2 separate regions of the Mus musculus genome follow, and region 1 is linked to region 2. Evidence: chromatin contacts called from public HiChIP or PLAC-seq data. All regions are on one chromosome and are shown on one strand. Each heading gives the region's core, a stretch centred on a gene start, on an enhancer-like site or on the middle of the called end of the contact. The rest is flanking DNA. Distances are from core to core; before and after follow the strand shown. Region 1 has its middle 14 kb from the start of Gm46567. Region 2 has its middle 83 kb from the start of Opa1.

Evidence for each region. HiChIP or PLAC-seq counts read pairs in DNA pulled down with a chosen protein or histone mark.
Region 1: a FOXA1 HiChIP or PLAC-seq map of pancreatic cancer cells shows a contact between it and region 2. The contact joins two enhancer-like sites. A contact is called at or near these places in 3 of 484 Hi-C or Micro-C datasets (embryonic stem cells and nephron progenitors) and 3 of 115 datasets of contacts at active chromatin or transcription factors (embryonic stem cells and pancreatic cancer cells).

The regions. Positions count from the first base shown.
Region 1 is chr16:29,796,133-29,803,254 of GRCm38.p6, forward strand. No RefSeq gene overlaps it. Among named protein-coding and RNA genes, the nearest start is that of Gm46567, 14 kb to the right of the region's middle. Within about 2 kb of position 3,414, at least 33 of the 459 cell types and tissues checked have an H3K27ac peak or open chromatin away from gene starts, as enhancers often do. A contact at or near this core is called in pancreatic cancer cells, where this site is marked.
Region 2 is chr16:29,658,388-29,665,747 of GRCm38.p6, forward strand. It overlaps a transcript of Opa1 not described here. Among named protein-coding and RNA genes, the nearest start is that of Opa1, 83 kb to the left of the region's middle. Within about 2 kb of position 4,859, at least 38 of the 459 cell types and tissues checked have an H3K27ac peak or open chromatin away from gene starts, as enhancers often do. A contact at or near this core is called in pancreatic cancer cells, where this site is marked.

The DNA.
Region 1 (7,122 bases), core at 2,164-4,663, 140 kb after region 2:
ACTAGGCTGCCTTTCATGGTCCTACGGGTGCCGATCTCCACTTTAAAGGCATGCTTTCAAGGAGATCTTGTAGAAGTTCTAGGTTCAATTTCCAAAACCCACATTGGGCAACTCACAACCACCTTTAACTTCAGTTCTAGAGAATCCAATGTCCTTGGGAACCTGTATTCTTGCATAAACTCACAGAACACACACAAACACAATTTTTACAAAAAAAAAAAAAAAAAAAAAAAAACAAACTTAAAACAACGACAATAAAGGATGCTTTCAATGACCTAGCTCCTTTTCACTAGGATCAAACTCCTAACGTTTTCTCTCCTCAATTCCAACACAAGCCACAGACTGAGCCTTTAACCCAGGGGTATTTAAGGGAGCATTGCACATCAAAACTATAGCAATGTTCCTCGCCAGAGCCTTATTATAAAACTGTTTGATGGACAGTTATGTAAGTGTGAATTCTACTTCACAAGTTAGATTGCTAGCATGCACAAAAAACTTGAGTAAGAAAGGGATCACTGTTACAATTATATTCAAATACACACACACACTCACACACATGCGAGTGTGCATACACAGAGGAAGGCTAGACAACAGACTATACAGCATAGATCTATACACACAACAGAGCCATAAAAACCTCTACCTTTCCTTCTCTGCGCCTTTTGTATTTGCCAAGTGTCACATGACCACTGTATGTAGTTTTTATCATCACAAAATAAAATTAAACGTGAGGTGATATGCCACTGGGTAATTAGGGCTCCAGCTAGATCACCAAACGCTTACCCTTGAAGCTTTTGACCCTGGTGTGGCCTAGGCTGTCTAAACATCCCTGGTACAAGTGAAGTAGCATCATCACCTGCCTGAGAGCCCTACTGGGTGGTCTCGTGTTGTTTCTTACCTTCTCCATAATTTGTTATCAGCTTTATTCAATCAGAGGGCTGGATGGTACAACCTAGTCCCGAGAAACTTCAGAAGCCACAAGCACTTTCCTTTAACTCATTTGCTCCTCTCCGTAGCCCTAAAGTTCATAGGTACAAAATGAATCTTCTCACTATTTGACCTAATAGAAGAGAGAGATTCACTGGCCTGGAGCCACACAGATGTTGAGAGGACTAAAGATGCCAAAGCAGGTCTCCCGGCTTTACACCCTGGTCTATCAGCTACATCAGGGTTCCTTTTGCATAGTAACAGTGAATTCCTGTCCCTTCATGAAACGCCAGCCAGTGTCCTGACTCTGAGACCCCAGATAGTAGGACTAGGATTTCTTCCTCATTTATGTTTTCTAAAAGGTTTTTGAGCAGCCCTCACACCCCCTCTGAATCATTCTCTATTCCATCTGCTCCTCTTCTGGCCTTGTTTGTGGGGCCACACACCGGTGGGTCAGCATCTCAAAATCAGAATTACAAAGGGCCCCAAAGGCCACTCTCCCGAGAAGCCCTGCCTGCCTTTTTCAGACTTCTGTGAAAAGTCTTTCCACATGCTCTCCAGGGGCGCAGGGCAGGGTGGTAAACCTCCCTTCCCCTCCACTGAGCCACCATGCTTCTGCTGGATGACCTGCATTCACTGATGGGGAAACGAGGAGGCTGCCTGGTGTGAGGCAGCGTGATTCGGGCTTTTTGCACAAGGGCATTGTGCACAACGGAAAGATCTGAGCGTTCCAACAGGAAAGAAAATCAGAAATGCCAAGGCAAGGGGTAACAAAAAAAAGCCAGAGCACAACCAATCCCAAGGGCTGAGAAAAAATTTGTGTACAGGGTGTGGGTGGGGGGTGGGGGGTGAGGGGGAGGGGGAGGGGGTGAAAGAGTGGGGGTGGGGCTCTTCTGAGAAGATTACACCTATGGGCAGCTGGGGTCAAAGAGCCTGGCTAGCCCTCCTGAGGAGTTCTTTGCGGATCCTTTCTCTTCTGTGTCTGCCTTCAGGCTGTCTTCAGTTCTGTCCAGCAACAACCAGGAGCCCCCCTTCTTCAGGCTAGCCAGAACGACAGTGCTTGGTCAGTGCAGTGGTGTGGCAGCTTGATGGTTTTTCCACACAAAGTGACTTAGTAAAAATCAAGAGTTCTGACCATTTTCTCTTACGATTCTTCCCACCTGCGCTAAGAAAGAGAAACTGGATCTCCCTTTGCCCACAGAGTCAGTTGCTTTTATTTTATGTAGGACGTAAAGAAAGGGGTGCCCCATCCCTAATAGCAACTCACTGAGTAATATGCTTTTAAATAGGTAACACGCAAAAAATATTAAAGGTCCTCTCCCTAAACCTTAATAGAAGCTTTGTTAATTAATAGAGGCATTTAAAAGAGCAGGATCGTATTCAGTTTGATGAAATAAAGACTTTGTGTTGGGATGCAGAACGACATATATGCATGGAAACTATTAAAGCCTTTTAAGATCCTACATCTGTCTCACCCTCCAAGTAAAATTCTTCCGTGTTAATAAATATCCCATCATGCGTATCCAATGTAAAGGATCTCACAGAAAGAAGTTGCATTCCTTGGTCTCTGGGAAATAATCTCATGTAAACGAAGAAAGGATTCTTGTTAGATTCATGCATCAGAGAATTGTAAGCCTCAGACCTCAAAAGTTATTCACCCAATGTGGTCCAACGTGGTCATCTGTAGACCCAATCTGATGTCACAGTCCCTCTGAAACTGGTGTGAACCAGTTGCACACCAGGCTAGCGCTTGCCAGGTAGTTGGATCCTGTTCACTTTTCATCATCACGATAGCCCTGTGAGATGTGTGATCTCCATTTTTCGAGTGAAGAAACCCAGTAAGAGGGTCGAATAAAGACTCCAGGATGACAGAGCTGGCAAATGGGACTTCTAAACCCGGGACTTTTTTTTCTTTCCACACTGGCGCTTATCCTTTAAGTGGTTGTCTTGTCACTTCTCTCAACACTGTCACTTCCTTAAGCTGCTTCTTCCACTGTGAGGTCATTTCTATTGTTTATAGATTTCATGCTTGTACTGAGTTAGATCTCCAATCTACCCTGTAGCCTGACTCCTCAGGTGTGGACCAAGACCCCACGACCTTTAGGAGATTGATGCTCTGGGTCACTGACTGTGGCGTGCAAGGAATTATCTTTCAGGACCATCTTCCAAGTGTTTGGTTTCTGTGCTGCCAAGGCTGAGGAATGCTGGGTATCAGGAGGTGTTAGGGGCTGGCTAGTCCAGGATGAAGAGGCAGAGGGTGGGGGCATCAGTTCCCACACCACAGGCTCAGCTCAGGAAGGAGACGGGAGTTCTGATAAGAAACAGGCTCCAGATCCCACCCTGTGTCAGTCTGCAAGCAGTTTCCTGGTTCTTGGATGGCAGTGACCTGGAAATACAAGCCACAGAAATGCTGCCAAGGAGGCACTGCCAAGTTCCCCAGACAGTTACACCCTCTGTCTCCACAGCCTTTTGTATACATCTCTTGACCATGATGCCCCATCATGAGCTGTTTACACTCACGGTCTCTTTCCTGGACTGTGCTTCTGCAGTACACGGACTGGCAAACTGGCATGGCCTGTTTTTGTGAATAAAGTTTTATCGGGAATATAGTCACACCTATTTTTGCAAGTAAAATTTTACTGAAACAGATTCGTGTTCATTCATTTTTTGCATTGTGTATGGTCTTGATATACAAGCTACACAGATTATATTGTTGGTTTTGTATCTCTGCAAGTTTTTTTTTTTTTTTTTTGAGGGCAAGAATAAAGTCATCCTGTGTCTCTTTGGAGTTTTGTATCCCACTGGTTTAGCCAGAATTAGCATTAGAATTAGCAGGCTCTGTTTTTTAGCTAGCGCACCCAACAATACACTACTCTATGGTATGTGTATATATTTCATCCCCTTGGGTCTGTTCTTCTAGATCAGTGGTTCTCAGACTTCCTAATTCTATGACCCTTGATAGACTTCCTCACATTGTGGTGACCCACAACCATAACATAATTTTTTTCTGTTACTTCATAACTGTAATATTACTACTGCTATGAATCATAATGTAAATATCTGTGTTTTCCGATGGTCTTAGGTGGCCCTGTGAAAGGGTCATTCAACTACAAAGTGGTTTCGATCCACAGGTTGGAAACCCCTGCTCTGCAGATTCCCTGACTAAAGAATCCAGGGTCTTGTAAGAAACCAAACTCAATCAACCAGCCAAACAAACAAAAAATACTGGTTCACCATGATAGACTGGTTGGGGACTGGGAGAGCCTGCTTTTCTTTGATCTGTTGTTTGTGTCCTATCTAAAGTAAACAGACATTTGTTCATGTCTCCCCAGGAAAACTCATGCACCACACATGGGAACTGTTGCAACTGTAGTGGGCTCTGAAAATCCCTGGGTGAGACAGAGAGGTGACAGACACCAAATGGGCAATACACAGTCACTAAGGGAGAACAGAGACAGGGCTTTCACCAGAATGCTGCACGGGAAGAGCTCTTTGAAGTTGGAGTCCCTAAAGCTGAAGGTGCTCTGGGACAGCCCCCATTCTGCTTGATTTGCATACACTGAATAGCTCTGGATAGCATCTACAGAAGGGACTTGGTCACAGCAGGGAACCACAGCCCTAAACTGATTCTTTGCCTAGGCTTCTTTTTCAGCCTCATGGCCACGTGACCACAAAGGGAGTGGGAAAAACCTACTGCTCAGTCCATGTGTACACAATAAATCTCTTCTACTGCCAAATCTTCCCCAAAGAAACCTGAGGACATAACTGGAGCACATGACTTACTGTCAGGATAAGAGTTTATAGCAACCAGGTACTCAGTGGGGTTTTGCGGGGGCTCCATCTCACAGTGGTACAGCCCTAACCCAGGCAGCTATTTCCTCTGCTCCAGAACTGTTGATTTTAGAAACAGACGTAGTGGTTTTTAGCAGAATCCCCACACTCATTGCTTTCTGTACAGAGTACAAGCCACTATGGTAAGACAAGTGAGCCTGCAGCATGGATGGGAAAGATGCAGGGATGGTGAACATGGTCACATGCTCCATTCGTCCTGAGTATTTGGCCTTTGCCAACATATGTAGCTTTTCCAGGTGTGGTTTTGTTGCTAAGGAAACCATACAACTTCTGGAAGTTATTGATCTGGCAAATTTGGCTATCCCCACCCTGGTATCCTAGAATATTCACCAGAATCAGTTTGTTTTTAGCTAGCACACCCAGCAATACACTACTTTCCTGTCTCAGGCCTGGGACTTCTCAGTCTATGACCATGACCTAGTCTTAGAGACCTCAGCCGCATCCATGTTTCATGTGCTGTGAATTATACCACATATCACACTTGCCCGTGCTGCAGATATAACGAAAACTGGTCCTCAATGAGCATAAACAGCTATTACTCGAGATATCTTACTGAGAAAATGCAAGCAGATCAAGGGAAAGGAATCCCAGGGAAATGCAGGGCCTGGTTATTTTGGGTTTGAAGACCTAACTACTAAAGGCTTAGGATCTGGGCAAGTGAAGATGTTTCATCTAATGTGGAGAAGTCGTAGTGTCTGGTCTCTCTGCCCACCACACGGACTGTGGAACACCCGTAAAACCTCTGGAAGCAGCTGATGCCTTTGGGCACGCTCTTCCAAAGGATCTATTGAGTAAGTCAAAAGAGTGCTGAATGTCAGCAGAGAAATGTGAAGAGTCTGCAAAAAAAGATTCAACCTACTAGGCAAGGCGTTCATCAATCTAAAGTGGACTCAACACACCCACTTGTGCTGTGAAGGTGAGGAAGCTGTGCAGAACTATTTGCAGGTAGGTTCCGGGAGGTTAAGTCACACCATAGACCTTTAGGACTGACTTAGGTACTAACCACGCCCTGTAAGGAAGGCTTCTGCTCTGCTCTTGGGCCTAACAGAACCTGAGTTCCTGATCCAACCCCCAAGCGACTGCCACTATCCGCTCTGTGCATTTCCGGTCCGCTCTGTGCCCATCTGCGTGTGGTATTACCTACCATTGCTTTTCCTGCTGATGCGTAGGAATGTCAAGTAACCATCCAGCACAAAACCTTACCTGACACCACAATCTCTCCACGGTTCCTGCTGGGTAACTGTTCTCTGGTCTTCGATGGTGCCTTTCTTGGTTGTCTGTTGCCATAATAAAATGGCAGTGCTGGGACTAGGTAATTTACAGAGGACAGAAGTTTATCTGGTTTATAGCTCTAGAGGTCGGAGAGTCTGAGAGCGTGGTGCAAATGTCCCCACGTACAGTGAAGTGGGCGTGGTCTGGTGAGGCAGAGCAAGCTTGCTACCTTGGCTTTCTATGTCTGCAAAGCCATTAATGCCATCACAGGGACCTGTCCCCATGATATCTATTTATTTCCCTCAAGCTTCCACCTTCAAATAGCATCGGCATAAGTATATTTAGGAAGGAGCCACTCAAACCACAGCATGAATCTTCTCTTTCTCTGCCATGACCGGGATAGCCAATCCTAAAACAAAGCCCTAACTCATCTATTTCCCTCTTCAAACCTTTCAGAATTCTCAAACCCTCTTCAAACTTTCCAGACTGGAAACATTACTTGTTACATGCGTGACTATATTTAATTTCCATAACAGCTCTGCCTTAAAGAGAACATTTTCCAGCTTGACAGAGGCAGAAGCTGACAATGAAAAGCAGTTTGCCCAGTGTCTCACGCCCAGTCTGTGGGAAGCACAACTGGAAGCCACTCATGCACATCGGACTCCAGAGCCTGGAGGAGCAGGGGGTCCTGGCCAAGCTGCACCCAGGGCCTCCCCGAGGGAGAGTAACTGCAGCCATTATTTCCCCAGCTTCTTAACTGACAGAGCCAACGAGGCTCCCAGATCTTCCCATGTCTCAGTAACCAATGTGAGTTAATACTGAACTTTAAAACACGGCTTAACTCATGAAATACTTCAAATATGTGGAGCTATCTAGAGAACAACATAGCAGACATTCTTATACTCAACATAAAAAACTCTTTATTCTTCTCATTCAGCTTAATTTTATTTCATATCCTGTTTCTGTTTTCTTTTCCTTTTCTTTTTTGATTAGGTATTTATTTCAGTTACATTTCCAATGCTATCCCAAAAGTCCCCCACACGCTCCCCCACCCACTCCCCCACCCTCCCACTCCCACTTCTTGGCCCTGGCGTTCCCCTGCACTGAGGCAGATAAAGTTTGCACAACCAA
Region 2 (7,360 bases), core at 3,609-6,108:
ATCTGCTGCTGGGAGGCTTAAGATTTGCCTTGTGTTTCTACATAGGGGATTTCTTTACCCCTGAGTTACTATGGCTTTTGTACTGGTGCCTATGGGTGTGTGTGTGTGTGTGTCTGTGTGTCTGTGTGTCTGTGTGTGTGTCTGTGTGTGGTTGTGTATGTGTGTGTGGTTGTGTATGTGGAGTAACTGAGTGTGTGTCTCTGTATGTTTGTGAGTGACTCTGTGTGTGTCTCTCTGTGTGTGTGTCCTAGTACCTTACTAAGTGGATAGGGTGTGGTATGATGAAAGAACTCCTTTTTGTTTTTTAAAACCCTTGGGTTTTCTTTTTATGCCTTAAAGACACACTATAGCTTTAGAGCCCTGCTGGCTCATATTTTGCAGCAGTGATGCCCAAAGAAGCTGTTTGCGCAGCTAGAGCTATGATTGAACTGGCTCCTGGTTCCAGGGAATTCCGTTCTGTCCCTGCAAGACTCAGGCCCAAGGGCTCAGGCCATTGCCTCCACGAGCAGGCAACTTGTAAGGGAAGCTGGGGGTTGGAAGAGTCATGTGAAGTCCCCTTATTTTTAAATGCTCGAAGATATGTTTTGAGATCAAGACGCACGTGTGTCACAGTGTCTACACACAGCATGCTGCCCACCCATGAGTCACAGTCTGTCTGTCTGTCTGTCTGTGCACGTGGGTGCCCCTACAGCTCTGACAGCAGGACTTCTAGCCATCTTGGTTGGAGATGCAGCTTTATTAGGTCTGGAGGAAGATTATTCATTAAATAACTGCTGCGTTCCAGATATCAAACATACCGCCCTGCTAACTTTTACACCTCCTTCATGTAAGCATTATCAGCATCTTACCAGCAGGCTACTGACTGGGGTTGTACAACGTGCACAGCTAGCTAGCTGCCAAGGTCTCTGAGGGAGCCCATGTGAGTGTGGCTGCAAAAGTCTGAAAGAGCAACTATAGAAATGGCTAGGCACGCCCTCAGAGCTTCCTAGTCTGTTCTGTCCTGGGGCATTAGTGCCTTTCCATGGCACAGACTTAGATTTTAAACAAAACAGCACGTATACTCTGAGGGTCAGTGGGCAAAGTGAGTTTGGATTCCCCTTACCCCAGAAAAAGCCAGACACCGCCACTCTCTTTTCTAATCCTGGCACTTCAGGAAGGGCAGAAACAGATGGGGCCTAGGGGCGCATTGGCATCGACCTCCAGGTTTAGCAAAAGGCGGTGTCAAAATCTAAGGTGGTATGTACTGAAGAGACGGCTGAGTTGTTTGTTGCCAAGAACAGCAGAAGAGAGAGCCTGCATCCATCCACCATCAGCCTTTGGCTTCCACACGTGCTTGGGTGAGCACACACATTTTGTTTAATCGCTTGTACTTGTAAAACCATGCTGCCGGTGCTACTTCCAGCACATACATCAGTGGGTGTTAAGGGAAAACCCTGATTGGATAAGATGCACCTGTATGTATAAAAGCCTTTTGCTCTCGGTGTCAAGTGGGTCCATGTTCCAAAAGGCAAACTGGTGAGCGTCAATGGAACAGTGGGCGTTTGTCCTGCCAGTTTGTTCACTTTTTAACGAATTCTGAATGTCAACAGGATAGTACATTTTAAAACGTTACCATGAAAAAGGGCAGTCAAAAGTCTTAGTAATTGTTTTTGTATTGAATGCATTGCTTACATATCTCATCAATCAAAGCCATTGTCTGTGAAGTGTGGGTGTGTTAGGTCCTAGGTAATCCTTGACTCATGCCCATCTGCAGCTGGAATAGCAAGTTCTGCACACAGACCCCAGGCTAACAAACTCTCAATTATCGAGAATTACCTGTGGTACACCTATATAATGGATACATATTAATGAAATAGGCTCCACCTACACACATACACACACACACACACACACACACCCTCAAGGCCACAATCGTGCAAATGCAAGACACAAATACCCACTACCCCATCCCTGAAATGAGAAACAACCACCTATCGATCATATGGCATAGAACCTTCTAACCTCTAAGACGTGACCCCCAGTCTGCCATGTGGGCCTGACACTTCCTCAGAGCCCTCTCTATGCTGTCTGTCCATTTGTCTAGTATTAATAGCTCTACTAATAAATCTCTTACCCAAAAGGACAGCCCTCTTTAGTGTCCCCCTTAAGCCCAAAGGCTGCAGCTATGGAATCAGGACTCACACTAGCCTTCGTCCTTGTTCTAAAAGCACAAGCCTGCCTGAAGGTAGGCTAGGAGAGAGGCTGCTGCTGAGCAGAGAGAGGCAATGCCCTCTGCACATACAGAGTTCTGCCTTGTATGTCCAAAACAGAACAAGACCAGATCACAGGAGATGAAGCGAGGAGCACCTGTTCTGGGACGCTCAGGAGAGCCTTCCTCTTCCATACCAGAAATGAAAAAGAGCAGGAACTGATGGCTGTGACCAAACATCTGTCAAGAAGCCACTTCAGAGAGGAAGGGTTTCTTCTGCCTCTAGTTTGAGCAGATCCAGTCCGTCAAGGCAAGGAAGAGCTGGCAGCAGGAGTGGGAAGTGGCTGGTCACAGGACATCTTGGGTCAGGAAGTAGAGAAATAGAAAAGCTGGTCTGCTGTGAGATGTCGAGGCTCAGTCTTGATGACTCCCTTTCTCCGTGGGGCTCCAGCTCTGAAAGATTCAGTGACCTCCCCAAAAATGCACCAGCCACAGCAGTTCAAGAACATGAGCCTTGGGAGAGCATTTTCCATCTGCTTTGTGAGGGAGGCGTGTGCTCTGATGAAACTCCACTACCAAAGACGGCTTGGGAAGAAACGGCTTTATTTGGCTTAGGCTTTCACATCCTCCACAGACATCAAAACAGAACCCAAGCAGAGTAGGAACCTGGGGGCAGTTAACCGGCAAGACTTCTTTGCCCAGGATAAAGCAAAAGGAAGGAGCCACCATTGGCAAAGAGTCTGCAGAAGACCAAGAAGTCAGGAATTCAGAAGGCAGTAGAGTGGGACCTGTGGTTAAGCTGCCTCCTGGGGCCACTGGAGCCCAAGAGGCTTCCTCTACTCGTTGGCACACCTGTTCTGAGCCCAGTGCTAAGAACTGAGTTTCCAGTCCCTCATGAACATCTCCCCTCCACCCCCCCAGGAGCTAGCTTGGAGATGCCAAGTCCTCCCCTCAAGGAGAAACCATGAGAGCCCCAACTCAGCTGTCTACTTTAGAAAAGGGTGAAAGAGCCTGAAACCAAGGGAGAATCTAAGGAGGCATGGATTAGCAGCCCTGAGAGCAAACACCATGGGATGTGTGGGCATTCTTAGTTCATGGCCAACAAGCAGGAGGCTGCCCTCTGTACAAACAGCCTTGGTAGTGAGCGAGGCCTTTACTTTCGAGGGTACTTGAGTATTCAGTGTAGTTCTTGCATTAGCTACCCCCCCCCCCCCACTCCTCCCATGCAGATGGGCTCTTTACCAAACGTGAACTTTCTCTCTCCTGGATACTCTGAATCCAGTGACCCAGAAATAAGACAAATGAGCCATTCAAGTGTCCTTGAGTCCTCACACCTAAAAATGAAGAGGCCCCTTCCGTAAACCCTGGAGTGTTTATGCCACCACCTTTTCCTTGCTTTCTTTCTCAAGGGCAAAGTGGGCTGCTGGCATGTAGTGCTGTCCGCAAGTGCTCCTGGGACAGCAGTCCCCAGCCGCATCTCCTCCCCAGCTGTCCACCTCACCCCCGTGTATCTGCTCCAGATTCTCAGTTCTATCCATCCCCTTCTCCCTACACTCCTAACCCTTATCTCCAGCTCTCTGCTTGCATATCCCACCGGTGGTTTATACTTAAACTAGCCAAAGGGCAACCAGTCCTCCTCCGTTAGACTGTGCCTTCTCTGACTCTTAACTGTTTAGAGACAGGCACTGTGCTATGCGCCAGATAGAAACGTGATAATGTCCCTCTCGGTACAATCAACAACCCACTCACCCGTTTCTACATTTTTTTTGTCTCAATCCTGTCCAGCTTCCTGTCTCAACACACACTGGCTCATTCATATACAGCATCTTTGTTCTTACCATTAGCCTTCATTTTTTTTTACCCACCCCAGCCTGGCGTGCCATTAAAATCCGATTCTGTATAGCTTTCTCTGTTGATAAAAATCAAAAGTCTTAACCGGTCTCACAGAAGCCCTGATTGGTCTCCCGTGAAACTAACTGCCTTTTCTAAATGAAATCACCTTTAACTGGCAGGTGGCCTTTACAGTTATTATCTCAGGTAATCTTCAAGATGTGCCAGCCAGGTGGATAAGGTAGCCATTGTGTGAAATGGGAAGATTCGATTCTCTTCTCAAGTAAGCATCAAATGAAATGGTTAAACCTTAATCAAACAGCTCCTAAAGTGGTTCTGACTCCAGCGTAGCATGAATTTCTGGCCCTGTGCTCTGTCGACTATCCACAACATAGGAAACATTTCAAGATGAACATTGTGCCTTCCTTTCTGACTTTAGTTCGTTTTGCATAGGAGAGTCTCTGTAGAAGACACCGCCCCCTTGGATACCGAGTCTCTTGTGCCTTAGCAGTGGACACCGGGTCTTCCAGATCCTTTCAGTGCTCCAAGGTCAACATGAATCTGTGATGTCCGTGTTTGCTTTCCTCTTCCTGTCGAAGCATCAGCAGTGGTAGGACCCTGGATCCTCAGAGTGGAGCCAGTCAGCGGCATGGTCATAGCAGCCACCACCTCAAGAACAACTTTTACAAAGGAGAAAAGCGGCTGAGGGGACAAATTGGGGAAAGTCACATGAAACATCTTGCATACAAAATATGAAGGAACTCTTGAGGGCTTTTACCTGACTGACACACTCTAGTGAGTCACACTTGGTCACTAAGTAAAGCTCAAGGGCTGGCAAGATGACTCAGCTCGCAAAAGGCACCTGCCTTACATACTGAATTCAATCCCCAGGACTCACGAGGCAGAGAGAGGGAAAACTGGCTTCCAGAGAAGATTGTCCTTGGACCTCCACACATGCACTGTGGTACACTTGTGCCCACACACATTAAGTCAGTAAATAAGCAAATGTAATTTATAATTAAAAACAAACAAACTAACTAACTAACTAACCCTTCAGGGGCAAGGCAGGTGGCTCAGCAGCTAAAAGCACTTGCTGCTCTTTCAGAGGACCTGGCTTCCCAGCCCCTGTCAGGCAGCCATGTCAGGCAGCTCAAAACCAAACCTGTAAATCCAGCTCCAGGGGACCACAACCCTCGTCCAACCGCAGAGGACACTCCCACACTACTTGTGACATATAAACACACAGACTTACACAGGCACATAAATAGAAAGTATACATTTAAAAAAAAAACAAAATGTGGGACAGTGTCAGCATACACCTTTAATCTCAACACTAGGGAGACAGAGGCAGGCAGATCTCTCTAAGTTTGAGGCCAGCCTAGTCTATAGAGGGAGTTACAAGACAGCCAGGGCTAGATAGAAAACCTCTGTCTCGAAAAAATAAGGCAAGGGGTGGGGAAGGCAGACATGGTGGCTCACACCTTTAATGCCAGCACCTGGGAGGCAGAGACAGGCAGAACTCTGAGTTCCAGACCAGCCTGGTCCACAGAACAAGTTCTACGACAGCCAGAGCTACACAGAGAAACCCTGTCTGAAATTCCATCCCCCAAAAAATGCCATTCCTAAGAAAAGGACATTTTTGTATTTGTTGCCAGTGGTAATCCCATGAGCCCAATAGCTTCTCGGTGTATTGCTGATGATGTGGTTGGTGGCAGGAACGCTGTGATGTGTGGACATTGTAGGAGGAAGTGTGTCCACAGAAGACCAGCATGAGCCGCTTTCCTAACAGCTCCTGTGATGGGACCAAGTCAGCCCTGAGTAAAGATCTCCACAAGGGAGGCAAGCACTGGGAGCTAAGGTGAGGAACAGAGGAGCTCAGCGCCTCTTGTGCCCTGAGCCCACGGGAACCCAGACGAGCCCAAGAATTGCAAAGAGTCTTTTATTTTCAAGTTTGAACTCGCTTCACCCACCTAGCACTCACAAGGGACCCTGAGTCCAAAAACATTGGGTTTATATACAGTATAGTTAGGAATAGTGTGGATATTTACAGAAAAGGGGAGTAGAGGGTGGGATCGCACTGAAGCAGGAGCAGGGTTAATGGGTATCTATCTGCTCAAGGACAAGTTTTATAGCCAGTCCTCACTGTCTGTGACCTGACTGTCTGTTTACCTTCCCCCCCCACCCCCCATGGTCTCCCTTGAGCTTGTTATTTCTCTAAGGCCTCAAGGACAGGCACCTGGAGTTTTATCAGCAGGAGTGTTGAGTGCCATTCTAATGCTAGGGGAGGGGGAGGGAGGATGGGAGCCTCTGGTGGGGAACGCAGAGGCAACTGTCTGTACAACACTGAAGTCTCTCTAGTATCCGTAATTCGGGGGTTACAACACACCCGGGGCAGATTCTGCACTGCAACTAACTTTTCAAGTACTATAGAATATTCCAGAAGATTCAGCGTTATCTGGAAAATTTCTCATTGCATCACAGTTCAGGCCCAGGTTCTCTTCATGTGCTTACCCAGATTATCATGGTATGTTTCACCAAAGCACCACATTTCCACGGAGTGCAAAAACAGAGAGTCTGCCTCCCTGTTACCAAGCCACACACTAAAGAGCATTGCAAAACTGGAAACACAATGCACTTCTTACTACGTTTGTTTAAAAAAAAAAAAAAGAGTCATTTTACATATAATTTTATAAGCTAACATGTAAGCTTTTCTCAGTTTAAATCTCTACTATGATAAATATCAGTAGACAACAAACTCTTAGAGTGTTCAATAATTATAATAAGTTTCTTGAGACAGGGGGATTGTCGAAGTCTACCTAGGAGGCTCTCCTTCATCCCTCCTGGCTGTGATTTATGACAGTCAGGGACTCCTGATTTTCCTGCTACAGTAGGTAAACAAATGTTCATTCTGAATGCATGTGTGTACCATGAATGCATGTGTGTACCACGAATGCATGTGTGTACCAGCCTGTGGAAACTCTAGAAGATTCAGCATCTACCCAGCAAGTGAATTCCTGCAGCGCACGGCAATGCGGTTTTGTTGCAGCAGCGGTGTCTGGTGCACACTGCCAGGCTTTCTGGTGTCTAGTACCATTTCCCCCAAGAAAGGAGTAATGGGGAACTGTGGTCCTGCAAGGAAGCCCAACTGGCTTAGTCTGGAGCTACTGCATCTCCACGTAACGCCAAATGCTTCTCTAAGGTTGATTTTTCTCATTTCATTAAAAAAATAAAAATAGGGGCTAGTGAGATGGCTCAGTGGGTAAGAGCACCCAACTGCTCTTCCAGACTGCTCTTCCGAAGGTCCGGAGTTCAAATCCCAGCAACCACATGGTGGCTCACAAC